2 separate regions of the Mus musculus genome follow, and region 1 is linked to region 2. Evidence: chromatin contacts called from public Hi-C data. All regions are on one chromosome and are shown on one strand. Each heading gives the region's core, a stretch centred on a gene start, on an enhancer-like site or on the middle of the called end of the contact. The rest is flanking DNA. Distances are from core to core; before and after follow the strand shown. Region 1 overlaps Exoc5 (exocyst complex component 5). Region 2 has its middle 75 kb from the start of Tmem260.

Region 1 (2,700 bases), core at 55-2,554, 650 kb after region 2:
CCAGTTTCTGAATAATGACGTACTTATTATTTATTAAAGCTTAGGCCTTAGCTGACTACCTCCTGATTTGCTTGCATAACTTAACCATTTAGTCTAGTCCATGTTTACAATGTGGTCCATTACCTTTCACTCAGTTCCAATACATCTGACTTCATCTGTGTCTGGCTGGCCAATCTCCTGCCTATCTCCTTTCCCCAGAGGTCCTTCCTCTGCCTGAAACTGGCCTTTCCTCTCCTGCCTCAACTATAGGCCATCAGCTCTTTATTAAACAAATCAGAAGAATGCCTTATGCAGGTGCAGAAGGACAGAGACAAACAAGCAAACATAAAACCGCTGTGTGAGATTGCATCTTAGTTATCCAAGCTGACTTTGAAATCATTATGTTGACTAGACTGCCTCAAACATGAGATCCTCCTGCCTCAGCCTCCTGAGTAGATAAGACTACATATACCACCCTGCCTGTTATCTGCTTTGCCTTCCAAAGGATGCAAACAGCTGAACTGCTCTAAGCTGGAAGGCCCTTTCCACATTAGATTTCAGATTTTGGTTCATGATAGTTAAAACTTTTCAAATATATCAAAATTAACAGCACAGTGAAAAGAGAAAACAAGAATTCAAGAAAGAAAGAAAAGATTTTTATTTCAAACCTCCTGTCCTATTTGATGCTTATATGAAGATGTATTATTTAAAAATAGTAATAAAAATATAGTAGTCATTAAATACCAATGAAAATATGACAATGCAACTAACCTTATTAGTGGCATTAGGTGATCATTAAACTGTTTGTCAAAAAGATGAAAAATAGTATTGGCCTGTTGTACAACATCCAAAAAGTAGAGATTTGCATTCCTAGAATCTGATGATGGGATTCCTAAAATCGGAAGGCATAGGTAAGTGGGAACAACCTTTAAAAAAACTGAGCAAAAGAAAAAAAATATTTATATATACCACATGAATAAAATTAACTGTCATGTAACAAATCAGCAACAATTCTATAGATTAAACAGCTTAATGAGATTTATCCAAAGCTATTTTTATACCCCAAAGTTAATCATCTTCATGATTTGTTTAGATAAAATGGAAAATGAATCAATTAACAACGTGCCTGGGCTCTGCCTTCTCCTTCTGTCCCCAAACCTCCTACCACAACTACACACTGTGCTCATCATGTTCTCCACCCCGTCCTCAGAACTATTCAGACCCTCATCACCCAGAGGCGTGTTTCCACAACATCTCCTAATGCTCTGTGCTTGTCAACAACATTCTGACACCAAAAGATGGAGCTGAAACCCGCTCTAGATCCACTTCCTCCTTTCATAAAGAGAAATACACGGACTCAAGGATCCTTCCTCTTTTTAGCTCGAGATGCCAGTGTTTCTATGTAAAATTAAGAGAAGTCTAAGAAAACCACCCACAGCTAATGATAATATATAACTTACTGCCTAGAGTTCTTACTACCTAGAGTAGCTTTACAAATGGAAAACAAAGATGTTTTGTACAAAAAATACAATTGTTGGTAGGAAAATTAAAGGTGCCAACACAAACATACAATTAAAAAAACTGAAGCACATGTAGAAAATACTAATCACCATAAAACATGGAAATTAAGGCAGTATTAGTGGATGTATTTAACTAATAATATGTGAAAAAAATGGAAAACTATGTACTAACATACATAAAAACCTATATATACATACAGGCTAGAAGCAATGTAAGTTGTACGGAATAAGCTCCTTAGGAAAAAAGTACATTAATGAAAATTATTTTAAAATATATATGCATAGTGTGCTTTGACTTGGGACTTTACCTAAAGACAATAATTTCAGTAAAAAGAAAGGTCTACAATGCTACTCCAGTATGTCTTATTACCTGGCAGAATTGTATGTGGTCATTAGGACAATGACCATGAACACTAACTGCATTGAACATGCTCATAGATATGAGAAATATTCCCTGTCCAAATGAAATTTTCCTAAACATTTCAAATACTGCTATTGAAATCAATAGGAAAGTTTCCATTCTAAATGAACAATAAATTCTTCATACCTTACTCCTTGTTATCTTGTAATTTCTAATGAACAAATTGATTTTAGTTATGTATGTGTGTTAGTCAGAGGACAACATTCAAGAGTCAGTTATCTCCTTCCACCATGGGATCTGGATACTGAACTCAAGTTGTCAGGCTTGGCAGCAAGTGCCTTTTACTGCTGAACCATTTTACTGGCCCTTATTCTTACTCATCATCTTATTCTGTAATCACATCTTAAAATATTTAAATTATTCTAATACAAATGACTACACTAAGTCATTTTCTACCAGCACAATTTAAATAATTAATGTCAACAGTCTACTCTAATTAAGTTAAAATTCACTAAAAGACATGGTTGCTTATGAAGGGTAATAGAGTTAAGTTAGTGACTGGTCTATAGCTAAGTCTGGTTCATTATTAAAGGTTTCTAGGCTGGTATTTTACACAGCCAATAGAAACTTTCTGAACTGTATATGCTTTCTACAGGCTAGAGTATAATGCTGGAGGGTAGGAGGGACTAAACAACTGAGATTCCTATATATTCCTAATATGCTGTTGTCTCTACTTAGATTATTCTTACTCCAAATATTCAGTTTACTCACCACTTTATTGAGTTCTCTGGTTCATGTGTCTTCTCAGAAGCCTTCTCTGACTACCCTTTCATAAAAAGC
Region 2 (2,932 bases), core at 395-2,894:
ATATTTGATTTTCAGCCTACTCTATTGGAGTTAGGATCCTGGCTTATTTTCCTTGGTGGTGCCATTGCAGAGCCTAGGACTATACATGGCATAGAATAAGCTGTTCAATAAACAATTGCATGAACACAATCAAATCAACCCACATTGGCATAACAACACTATTACCATTTCCTACCACTAGAGGGCAACCAATCACCTAATTAGAATGACTAAATCTGTCCTTTCATACGTGCCTCCCAACTCAAGTTGATTTTAATCACTAACAGGGCAGATATCTTTTTTTTTTTAATGCTTTCAGAAAATAATAAAGGCCTTAGGTTTTCAAAACAGCCACTAGGGATAAGTCCAGGAGACAGTTTATTCCAGAATAACCAATGGAGATACTTTAAGTAAGTTTCTTATTTAATGGTGTTATTCAAGTTCGTTTGTTTGCTCATTTGTTTCATTCTGTAGAATGACATGCTGACTCTTGTGGTGTGGGATTTTCCAGGAGTTCGGATGAAATGTGTGTAGTAGATTGAGAACGGCTGAGGACGAATGAGTTCTGAGGACGAGAAGAGAAGCCCCTGCTCTGCGTTTGGCTGGAAGTGTTCTGTGCCATACAGCCATGCCTGCTAGGACAGCTTCAGATATAACTCAAGTTATTGCATGGAGGGAAGTTCTCCATGAGTGTGTTTTGTGTTTTTGACATGTGCTCTGTGATGTACCGAAGACACCAGAAAAGTTCTATCTTTTCTGTCCTGCCTTCTTACCATATTGGCTCTCAGTGTTTCATGTTGTTTTGTTCAGTTGTTTATTTTGTGGTATTTCTAGAAAATCATGTTCAAGGTCAAGAGACAGGAGGAAAGGGGAAGCCAGTGCCAGCCACTTCTCTCTTTCATCAGTAGAGGAGAAACCTTCCTGCTAAAGACCATTCGGCCACTGTTAGCTTTAAGGGACACTCAGAAAATGTCTGCTTAACAGCAAGAGAATCATCATGATGGATAGAAAGGCCAGGACTCATTGCCAAGTGCAGTCTGTTTGTTACAAACTATAACAGAACAGGTTTCCATTCAGTCCAAGGAAGGGAGCTCTTAACAGTATCTGCTTCAACCCTCTGCTGTTTCTTGGGAGCCCTGGAACTAGTGATTCTCAGCTGGCTTACAATGGAAATGGCACCAGCTCCAGCACTCTGCAGATGTGACACCTGGACGCCTGTCCCTAGCTTCTTCTGAGTCAAGTTCTCCTACACACACACACACACACACACACACACACACACACACACACACGAGAGAGAGAGACAGAGACAGAGACAGAGAGACAGAGAGAGACAGAGACAGAGAGAGACAGAGATTGACAGAGAGAGACAGAGATTGACAAAGAGAGACAGAGAGAGACAGAGACAGTGACAGAGAGAATCATAGATTCCTGCCTAGCCTTAAGCTTTGACTAAAGTGATCCTCACTAAGCCATTCTTGGCCAGCTCCATGTCGCGGGCATGTCTGTTGGGCCACCCCTGTTCTCACAGACAAGTCCACTCTGGCACACATCATGCTGCTCTGTAGCTGTTTGGGTTTTGTCTTTGTTCACCACAAGAGTGAGCATGGAGCCTGGCACATAATGTGGATTAACAGCTGTGAATGAAGCCGGTGAGAACTGCAGAGCTGGGCTACACACTGTAGGTGGTGCTGGACCGAGCACAGAGAACATGCAGTGTTGGTGCTAGAGAGTACAGCTTTCAGAGAAGTGCTTGGCTTATAGCCACCTTTTACATGGTGTGGACGATAAAGCTCTATTGGAAGATAGATAATAGATTGAAAATATGCTCTCCCATTCTCTGGGGGAAGCCTCCCCCACCCCATGAACTACCATGTCCTATCTGTGACTTATACTTTAGCTTCCTATATAAGGAACCATTGCTCAACCCAAGGCCACAGTTACCTCCGTGTTTTCTCTTCAGACTGTATAGTTTTAGCTTTTACATGCGTGTCCTGATCCCTCTGATTGACTTCTGTATGTCAGTGTGCAGCAGAGGTACAACCCCAGTCTTTGGCATATTTATGTCATGTTGAAAACAGTCTTTCCTCGTATACCTGTCAGAAATCAGCTGGAGGTCACAGATGTAAGAATATGATGATCTGCTCGCAGGCTCTGTTCTTGGTGCCATTCTATTAGTCTTGTCTTAGTCAGAAAACAGACCTAAGGGAGAAATCACACACAGAGAGAAGGGGAGTAAGGAGGGGGGAGAATTAACATATATAAACGGGATTGGCTTGCAAAATTGTAGTAAAGTCAAAATTGTCTGGAAGGACAGACGACAGCCCTAACGCAGATGTCAAGCTACTGTTAACAGGAAGAATTTCTTCCTCTTCAAGGGAGCTTTGAGTCTCCCTTCGGATGACTGATTCAAGCCCTCCGATAGCCTATGGTGCTCGTCTTTGCTTTAATTCAATTGGTCATACACTTTAATGACATCTACAAAACAAATCCATAACACCGCTTAGGTTAGTGTCTGACAATATCAGAAGTCTCGCCAGGGTGGCATATAAAACTGACCGCCACGATCTATAAGCCTGTGCTCACACCTGCACCACAGTCTCCATTTAATTACCAAAGCTCTGTGATCAATTTGCCGTTGGGAAGTCTACATTGTCTAACTGTGTTCTTACTTTTTTATTTTTATTTGTGAGTTTGTTGGGTACCTGTAGAGGCCGCAGGAGGACACTTGATCCCCTGGATCTGAGATCACAGGCAGTTGTGAGCTGCCTGATGTGGGTGCTGGGAACTTAATTTAGGTCCTAGGCAAGAACAGCAGAGTTCTTAGCCCCAGAGCCATCTCTCCAGCCCATGGTCTTCTTATTAGAGATTATCTTGTCTCTGCTGAGTTCCTTGTATTTCCATATGAACTTTAGAATTAGCTTGTCAGTTTCTGCACCCACAATCATTTTTA

Evidence for each region. Hi-C and Micro-C count contacts between places; a contact is called where the count stands out from the background.
Region 1: a contact with region 2 is called in a Hi-C map of bone marrow-derived macrophages, with 13 read pairs. The contact joins two enhancer-like sites. A contact is called at or near these places in 10 of 39 promoter capture datasets (the 3T3-L1 cell line, cranial neural crest, embryonic stem cells and 6 more), 2 of 15 datasets of contacts at CTCF or cohesin (large pre-B cells and pro-B cells), 21 of 484 Hi-C or Micro-C datasets (the AML12 cell line, B cells, the Ba/F3 cell line and 15 more) and 3 of 115 datasets of contacts at active chromatin or transcription factors (embryonic stem cells, epiblast stem cells and memory CD8 T cells).

Annotation. Positions count from the first base shown.
Region 1 is chr14:49,018,652-49,021,351 of GRCm38.p6, forward strand. Exoc5 (exocyst complex component 5) reads right to left here. Exons shown (of 18, transcript NM_207214.3): 14 at 751-871. Among named protein-coding and RNA genes, the nearest start is that of Gm23470, 18 kb to the left of the region's middle. Within about 2 kb of position 1,305, at least 6 of the 459 cell types and tissues checked have an H3K27ac peak or open chromatin away from gene starts, as enhancers often do. A contact at or near this core is called in bone marrow-derived macrophages, where this site is marked.
Region 2 is chr14:48,370,342-48,373,273 of GRCm38.p6, forward strand. No RefSeq gene overlaps it. Among named protein-coding and RNA genes, the nearest start is that of Tmem260, 75 kb to the right of the region's middle. Within about 2 kb of position 1,645, at least 16 of the 459 cell types and tissues checked have an H3K27ac peak or open chromatin away from gene starts, as enhancers often do. A contact at or near this core is called in bone marrow-derived macrophages, where this site is marked.